Regions from separate parts of the Mus musculus genome. Here region 2 is linked to region 1. Evidence: chromatin contacts called from public promoter capture Hi-C data. All regions are on one chromosome and are shown on one strand. Each heading gives the region's core, a stretch centred on a gene start, on an enhancer-like site or on the middle of the called end of the contact. The rest is flanking DNA. Distances are from core to core; before and after follow the strand shown.

Region 1 (4,486 bases), core at 1,357-3,856:
CAGGTCAGTCTGTGATGGTGGAAAAGCCAAGGTCACAGGCATGTGAAACAGCTCATCACATCCCACCCACACTCAGGAAACAGAGAATGATGCACATGAGCCTACCTCTGACACCTTCTGCGGCCTCGGATCCTGGCTAGGGAATGGCAACACCCACAGTGGGCAGGCCTCCCCAAATCAACCACTGCAGTCAGAATAACTCCCGCAGGCATGCTCAGAGGCCCATCTCCCAGATGATTTTTAGATCCTGCCAACTTGAGAATTAACACTGACCACCACAACTGGCTGTCGGCACATGGTCCAGCCCTCCCTGAGACTGTGGGCAGTGGAAGCTTGCACTTAGCTGCTGAATCATGACACTACCACATGCTGTCTCTCTAAGCTAGGGAACACACTTTAAATGCACTAACCACTTACCACTGTGTTCCTAACTTACCTTAGACTTATGAGGAATTAATCTCACCACAAACTGAGTAGTATTCTTCCATAAAGTTGTAAGAAGTATTTAGCCTAAAGTAATATTTGTAAAATATTAATGATAAGCCCCAAACTCACTCTATGTAAGTAATCCAAGTGAGCATACCAATAGAGCTAGATAAACACTTTGTGACATAGATATACAGCGGAATACTACTTAGCAATGAAAAAGGATGCAAATTATAAAATGCAACACCACTAAGCAAAAATAAATAAATAAATAAATAAATAAATAATTTAAAAAGAAGTGCAAACTCTGCATATGAGCTAGAGGAATCTCTAAATAACTATGCTGTGCAGAGGGAGCTGGGCCACACAGTACACACAGCCTGATTCCACTTATATTCAAAATGGTAAACTAAGCTATCATGACAAATCAGGTGACCTGCTGCTTGTGCTGAGGGAGGTGGGGGGAATTGGGAGACCTGAGCCTGGGACTCACAGAGTGGAAGGAGAGAACAGAGTTCTGTGAGTTGTCCTGTGACCTCAACACATTCTAGTAAATCCAGTACAAATGAGTAAATCTAACTTTAAAATAATTTAAAAGTTCCAAAGTCATGCTGATAGAATGATGGTACAAATACTATTATTTTTAATTTTTAAAAATTATTTTAATTATATTTTGTATATGAGTGTTTTGCCTCAATGGGTGTCTGTGCTGTGCACATGCCTGGTGCCCAAGGAAGGCAAAAACAACATCAGATCTCCTAGAACTGGGGTTATAGACAGCTGTGAGCTGTCATGTAGGTGCTGGGAATTGAACCCATGTTCTCTAGAAGAGCAGTGTGCTCTTACTCTGGCCTGTTTCTCCAGGTTTCCAAATGTGGTCCTTGAAGAGGAGGTCTCTGGGCATTGGTGAGAGCGTCAGACCACTTCCTTTTTTTCCCTGCTTGACCACTTTCAAATTCTGCAGTCAGGAGATCAATAACGCTGGTGCGAAGCTGACTCTTCTTTTGTTCCTTCCCGTCCCCTGGTCCCCTGTCGGAGGTGCCGCTCAGTCTGTTGACAGACAACTCACAGATGTACCCAGAGGTTTAGCTCCTAGGTGATTCTAAATCCCACCAAGTTCACAATCAGTTTTTACCATATTCACAAGTTAATAGAATTAATCAATATCAACAGTGAAAAACCAAGAAGTCGGTGAAAGATTCTGGGAACAAAGATTCCTAAGAACCCAGCCACGGAGAGCGGTATCTACTCAAGAACAGGGCTTCCCCAGGTAAGAGAGACCCAGGCCACATCCATGTTTTAAATTTCCTATAATGAGAGAAAGAAGACTTAAAAAACAAGAATAAGACAACAAGCCACTTCCAATCAAAAAAATAAAAATCATATGTACAAAACAGCAACAATAAACCATCAAAGCAGTGTTACATATGGACTGCACACCATGATACATTTTAAAAAGGTTAAGACAAAAACAAAACAAGAAACAAACAAAAAAACCCTGAGCCTAATGCTCCTGTGATAGGGTACTTCCAAGGTATACCTCCTTTCCCCTTTCTAATCTTAATCCACAGTATACTGTAGCCAGCGCTGGGGTGATGGGAAACTCCCAAATCATCAAGGCACCCTCCGTAGAAAATGCCAGGAGATCCGGTATGAGGCGGATCTGAATGCCATCTCATCCCCCTCACTCTGGAAGTGGACATTCTGTTGGTCACAGACAGGAGACCTGGCCCCTGAAGTGGCCCCTGGAGAAGCTCTGTTTCCTTAGGCAAGCTGCCTGGCTCTGATGATTTGGGGCAGGGTTGGATCAGTGACTTTCTGGCAGCTGTATAAAATGTTCATGTGGCTAGAGACAGGATTCTTAACTTTTGTGGGCTGAGCTCTCTGAAAATGAATTCGACACTGTCCCTCCCTCCCTGCACCACAGAGGCACGTTTTCCTCCTCAAAAGTCTCTAAAATTCCAGCCTCTGGCCTCCAGGGTGACCCTGGCCTGAGATCTGGCATCCCTGAGGTCCCTCTGAACCCTGATTGTGTGCGCACGTCTCTAGTCCAGCCTGAGAATCAGGCTGAGGTTTAGTGGAGGGAGCGGGGCGGGGCGGAGCGGGGCGGGGTGGGGCGGAGCCAGGCGCAGACCCCGCCCACCCGCAGACCCAAGGCAGGAGTGGGAGCTCAGGACCCAGCCCAGACTCTAGGCGGCAGGTCCTGTTCTCCACGCTGTCCCTGGTCATCGCCAGAGCCATGAAGATGCACTTCTGCATCCCGGTGTCCCAGCAGCGGCCAGACGCGCTGGGGGGCCGCTACGTGGTGCGTCTGGGGCCCGGGGTCGGTTGGGTGGGGAGGGGCTCGGTGACCCTGGGCACCTCCTACCCCAGTCCTCATCCTCGCCTAGGATAACAGGCGGGTGTCTGTGCTTTCAGTTGTACTCCGTGTACCTGGACGGGTTCCTCTTCTGCAAAGTACGCTACAGCCAGCTGCACCGCTGGGATGAACAGGTGAGCTTGGATTGTGTTACTCTGAAAGACATTGGACTGTGTGTGTGTGGGTGTGGTGGTGGTGGTGGTGGTGGTAGAGGAGGAGGGCTGGCTACAGGCTCCTGATTTGTGAACTATAGGCACTCTTTAAATCCCAGAGCTATCTCCTATACCAACATCTTCAACTTCAGGTCAGCCTTATAACATGAACAAGACCATAATGACCAGTTGCAGAGTAATAGCCTTCCTCTAGCCTCTTGCGCTCAGAGCCCTCAGACCTATCCCAGAGTAGAGTCAACTGGGACAAGTGTGCTTTGTACAGCTTCTAGTTCTAACACGGTCTTATCTGGCCCACCTTTCCAAGTCCCTTTGTTAGCAAACCCAAGACTCATGAGCTACATCGATACAGATTGGCTTGTGGTAGTCAGAAAGTGTCACAAGACTCAAAAGCATCTTATGCAATCTAGGGGGGGTTTCTGGGAGACTGACTGGGGCTTGGGAAGGGACTGGTCCAGGAGCTGTCTTCCAAGCAGAGGATGTGACAGTGGCAGATAGGAACAGGGGGTGTAAATAGGCAAAGAGGAAGAAGATAAAAGTCAGGCAGGGTGGCACATTCCTGTAGTCCTAGCCCATGGAAGACTGAGGTGAGGGATAGAGAAATCAAGACCAGCCTGGGCTACACAGACTTGTCTCAGACCTAAAAGAAAAGAGTGTGAGGGGGCTGGTGAGATGGCTCAGTGGGTAAGAGCACCCGACTGCTCTTCCGAAGGTCCAGAGTTCAAATCCCAGCAACCACATGGTGGCTCGCAACCATCCGTAACAAGATCTGACTCCCTCTTCTGGTGTGTCTGAAGACAGCTACAGTGTACTTACATAAAATAATAAATAAATCTAAAAAAAAAAAAAAAAAAAAAAAGAAAAGAGTGTGAGGTGGATAGGAAAACCAGATTAGCTCAGAATGATGGGGGAGCTGGGGAGGCCAGCACCTGGCAAGGGGAGCACCCAATGGTCTGCAAGGCTTTTGGAGTTCCCCTCTTGCTGATGCTCCCTGTGCAACGGGGTCCCCACAAGCTGACATTGCCTTCACAGGCTTCTTCAGAGCTGGGGAAAGTATCCCAGGCAAATCACGGGGGCGTCAGTTAAACTGGCTGTATTTATCTAAAGGCACAGAGAGCTGAGCCAGCCAGAGAGCTCACACAGCAGATGTTACCAGGGTTCAACATCAGAGGGTCAGCTGCAGCCCTTGAGGGGGTTTTGCTGGGGACAGGGCTGCAGCTGATGCTGTCAGAGAGCACAGGTCACATGGCACCTCACAGAGACCCTTCTTTTTATCAGACTCAGCCTTTTATGAATTACCCTGGCTGACAAGAACTCAGGAACGTGCCACCTGGACAGGAACTCCTTCTTATTCCTACAGGATAGAAAGTCAATTCTTTAATTTTTTTGAAACAGTCTTACTATGTAGCTCTGGCTGTCCTGGACCTCCTCACTATGAGAGATCTGACCCTGCCTCCCAGGGCTGGGATTAAAGGTGTGTGTGCCTCTGTGCCTGGTTAAATTCAATCCTACAGCCAAATCCCTTGTTAGC
Region 2 (4,486 bases), core at 1,347-3,846, 150 kb before region 1:
ACCCCAGTGGATGGAGTCACCTAGAAAGACGCGGGGACATAAAAGGAAAGAAATACCTTTTCTTAAGATCTTAGGTTCACATCTACCTTCATAAGAAAATAGATTAACAAGGGAGAAAAAAACCCCACAAAGTTATCCAATGTACTTCCTGTTCTGTGTAGTACGAGATCACCCAGTAATGGAGACTTAAGAAGGCAAAGAATGCTGTACCTATTTATGCTTAAGTTTAATGGAAGCCAGGACCAAAGTTGGTTTCTACTAATAGTAGCAGTGGCAAGTCCTATGTTGGGTAGCCTTTGCTGTGAGTGTGTCACCAAAGTCACAAGCAAGATGTTTTCTGCGTGGCCTCCCCAACAGCCACTGAGAATTATGCGAAGAAATATAATGAACTTCAGATGAACTTGAAGATATCACTATTCTAACACATTTCTGGAAAGTGGTGTGCGAATATAACATCTCTCTGGCTCTTGCTGACCTAATCTCTAACGGGGGGGGGGGGGGGAGCGGGACACTTATCTTTCTCTAAATTTGAGATAACCTATAACTTGTAGGAGTGTTACACAACTGATCAGTACTGACAGTTTTGTTTTCTTTATTGTTTTTAAATTTCTATTTATTTATTCTATGTGCATGAGTGTTTTGCCTGCACGTATGTCTGTGTACCACGTGTGCCTGCTGCCCATGAGGCCAGAAGGGGTCCCCTGGAACTGGAGTTACAGATGGTTGTGAGCTGCCATGTCAGGTGCTGGGTTCTGAACCTGGGTCCTCTGGAAGAGCAGCTGGTTCCCTTAACCACTGGGCCATGTCTCCAGCCCCCACCATGATTTTTCATGATTCTCAGTGTTTGAGAGTAGAGCTATGGCCCCAGTCAGCCTCAGGGGTTAGGCTAGGAACAAAAATGAGGCAAATGGTACTGCCTGGGTGGTAGCAAAGAAGAATATGCACACAGGGCTCAATCAACATGTCCCCACTGCATAAAAGTCACCCTCATTCCCAGGAGTCTCCATTAGGGCCTCTGTGTATCCTAGAGACAGCCCTCCCATCCTATCTCCCTCCATCAACTGCAACTTTAAAGTTGTGTGTGTGTGTGTCAGAAGACAATATGCAAGAGTGAGCTGGCTCCCTCCAACATATAGCTCTCAAGACTTAAACCTTAAACTCAGGTCCTCGGGGTTGGTGGCAAGCACCTTTACCAGCTGAGCCATCTTGCAGGCCCTCTAATGTTTTATCAGTGTTCCTGCAGATTGGGGTGATGGGATTTGCAATGTGCCCTTGGGGTCTCCCTTGCCCCTCTTGGCCCCAGGATCACAGGAAGACCACACTCTAGGCCCTCTCCACCCACATTCACTCTCTCTTTAATCCCTGTCCAAGTCCCTGCAAGCTGGAAGCTTTACCTAAGGAAAGTGGCTCAGGCTCTTCTTCACACTAGAGTGTTAATGGTTTAACAGTTCCCCCTGCACAATGAGTGAGGCAGAGCTACAAAGCCAACAGTAAGAGAAGCTACAGAATCAAATAGTAAATACGGGGGATTTAGGGTATCTGGCCCCTCCTAGGAAGGAATGTGTTAACTTCAAAGTCTTCTTCAACTCTTTTGATCTCACCAACAAAACCAAACCAAAGTCTGTCTTTGGAGAGCAGGGAGGCTGGCAGGAGGCTGAGCTCCGGGTTCTCTCTGGGGAGGCTCTGGGAGACCCAAGAGGGTGGGAAGCTTGAGACCCCTGCTGTGGCACACCTGCTAACTTTCATTCACCACTCTGGCCATGGGTGAGATGTCCAGCAAGTATTCCTGAAACACACCCGAGATGCACGCTAACCCAGAGAAGAGAGCAACCCCAACGGGTTCCTCAAGATTACTATTTATGAATTAAAAAAAAAACCAAGCAACTCTTTGCCCATGACTTTAGCCTAGAGGTTTTCTTCCCATTCAGGAAAGGCTGCTTCCCCAACATCTTCAAAGCAGGCCTTGCAGTTGAAGTGTATGGTCACCAGGTGGTGAGAGCGTGCTGTGGCTGGGAACAGCAACTAGGAAGCCAAGCTCACAGGCACCCAGGTACCTTACCCAGAGCCAGGACTTCCTCTCCACTGCAGCCACAGCCACTAAGTTAAGAGAGATGAACCACCCTTAATGAACAATCAGTCCATAGTGACCTGGAGCAGCTACGTAGACCAAGCCGTCTCCATCTGAGAAAAAAAAAAAAAGTCAATCTGTTTTTAGAAAACAAAAAGCCTCAGGAGTGCCCACCTTTCTTTGTAAAACCTTATTTGTTTATTGATTGATTGATTGATTGATTGGGGGGGGGCGGGGTATGCTCACACAGGCCCACGCTCATGCATGTTACGGATGCATACGACTGCATGGTTGTCAGAGAACCACTTTCAGAAATCAGTTCCTTCTTTCCACTGTGTGGGTTGTGGACACCAAACTCAGGCTGCCAAGCTTGGTAGCAAGCATCTTTACCCACTTTTCAGTGAGTGTATCTCTGCCACCTCATGCTTCCTTCTGGTCTCCTTGCAGGAGGAGACACTACCCTCTTGTGACACGTCTAGGAAAGAACTCTAAAGTTCTCTAAAGGAACGGGCACCCAACTTCCATCTGTCACCACCTGGGTAAGAGCCTATAGCAGTGTCACCACCTGGGGAGGAGCCTAGAGCAGTGTCACCATCTAGGGAAGAGACTAGAGAGGTGTTTCTCAATGTGCAGATCTTGAAATCTTTGGGGTTAAATCACCCCTTCACCCTTAGGAGTCCCCTAAGACTATTAGAAAACACAGATATTTACATTATGACTCAACAGTAAGAAAATTAGTTATGAGTAGCAGTGAAATAATTTTATGACTGGGGGTCACCACAGCATAAGGAACTGTATTAAAGGATTACAGTATCAAGGGGCTTGAGAACGTCTGCCCTAGAGGAACCTGGTCAGGGCTGAGCTAGGAGGGTGTTAGAGATCAAAGATGCTGGGGTCCCCGCTCTCCCTTTCCCGCTTGGACCTACAGGTTTGCTGGTCCCTTCTCCCACCTCACCTGTCTTTTAATGATCTCCTTCCTGGTCCTACTTCCAAACACAGCCAATTCCCTTTATTTAACGGGATTTTTCACAAGACATTGCCTCAAATATTTGCTCATTAAGTGAGCAAATCCTGACCTCAAAGGGGGTTGAGTTCATGGTGACAAATTAGAAGACTTTTTATCACCTGACTGATACATACACAACCTTTGTGGTCCTGATGGATTATACCTGTAATCTAAGACTGAAGCAGGAGGATTGCTATGAGTTTGTGGTCAGCACAGGTGAAAGTAAGAGTCAATAATAGCACGGGGTGAGGCGGGGAGCAGGAGGGCAGACAGAGGAAAGAGTAGCGGTTGAGATGTAAAGTGAATTAATTAATTAATCGATTGATTGATTAATGGAGAAAATAATAGTACAATCTTTCTATCTAAAGACATTCCACTAAGTATTAACAATGGGTGACTTTTCTGTCTCATGTATTGCAGGCTATGAGCCACAATATGTTTGTACTTGGAGCACTGTACCCACTTGAGCCATGTGCTCAGCAGCAATGTAAACAACCAGTCAGCAGCAAAAATAACAAAACCTGTTTCAGAAAAACAAGAGGGGATAGTAAGTAGTCTAAGAAGCTGAGCCTGAGAGACTCAGAGTTGAACAAGCCAGATCCTTATCTTGTTGGACTTGAAGAAGTAGGAACAGAGGAGGACACTCTCTACCCCCACCCCTACTTCCTGCAAGAAACAAATTAATGAGGAAAACAAGAGGACATTTGTTCATAGTTTTATGGGACTCTGGAGCCTTCAGCTGGGCCACCCACACTGGACTCTTGCTTCTAGTGCTGCTACTTCAAGAAACAAGGACCACCACGTGCGTGGACACAAGGAGCCCTGCGCTGGGGAGACCAAGCCAGGCCTGCCTGTCTCCAACCTCCTTGACTTCTCTACTGCCACAGTTTTCATTCCAAGGGTGGGTCAGGACCCTTAGTTTCTATATGGATAACTAGTACAGCAAGATGGAAGAAATGTTAATGTAATTTTTGTTTTGTTTTGTTTTATAGCTAGGGCAGCAGGTTTTGGCTTCTCTGGCCCACATTGGGGATGAAATACAAACAGTATTAATGGCAGAAAAATCAGTACAAAGAGAATTCAAGCAAACCTTCAATAAAAAGCCAAAGGTTGAAGTCAGGCAGTTCTAGTCCTTAGAGCTCGGCGGTGAGGAAGATGCTGCTGAGCTTGGATGACTCAGAATCAACACACATTAAATAGGAACTTAATAACAAGTGATATTTGACAACAGAAACAATTTTTTAAGATTACAAATGAAAACTGTCAGTATAACTGCACCTGAAGTACTTATAAATGGATTGTCATAGCCCCTATTTGTCATAGAATTTTGCGTTTGATATTGGGATCACACAACAGGGCCAATACAATTAATTGTCTTATTTTCTTTAGTACTGTTATCATCTCTGTATTCT

The links. Promoter capture Hi-C pulls out the DNA fragments that hold promoters and counts their contacts.
Region 2: a contact with region 1 is called in a promoter capture Hi-C map of hematopoietic stem and progenitor cells, with 4 times the contacts expected there. The contact joins the enhancer-like site here to the promoter of Snx31 in region 1. A contact is called at or near these places in 13 of 39 promoter capture datasets (the 3T3-L1 cell line, 3T3-L1-derived adipocytes, the C10 cell line and 7 more), 4 of 15 datasets of contacts at CTCF or cohesin (CD8 T cells, the NIH/3T3 cell line, large pre-B cells and 1 more), 3 of 484 Hi-C or Micro-C datasets (the AML12 cell line, bone marrow-derived macrophages and embryonic stem cells), 7 of 115 datasets of contacts at active chromatin or transcription factors (DN3 thymocytes, acute myeloid leukemia, bone marrow-derived macrophages and 4 more) and 4 of 9 other capture datasets (adipose tissue, embryonic stem cells, liver and 1 more).

What each region holds. Positions count from the first base shown.
Region 1 is chr15:36,553,693-36,558,178 of GRCm38.p6, reverse strand. Snx31 (sorting nexin 31) reads left to right here and starts at 2,606. Exons shown (of 14, transcript NM_001347022.2): 1 at 2,606-2,731; 2 at 2,845-2,919. The coding sequence starts at 2,666.
Region 2 is chr15:36,703,716-36,708,201 of GRCm38.p6, reverse strand. Gm41296 (a long non-coding RNA gene) reads left to right here. Exons shown (of 3, transcript XR_875148.3): 2 at 2,516-2,607; 3 at 3,495-4,145. Among named protein-coding and RNA genes, the nearest start is that of Gm41296, 3.7 kb to the left of the region's middle. Within about 2 kb of position 2,596, at least 41 of the 459 cell types and tissues checked have an H3K27ac peak or open chromatin away from gene starts, as enhancers often do. A contact at or near this core is called in hematopoietic stem and progenitor cells, where this site is marked.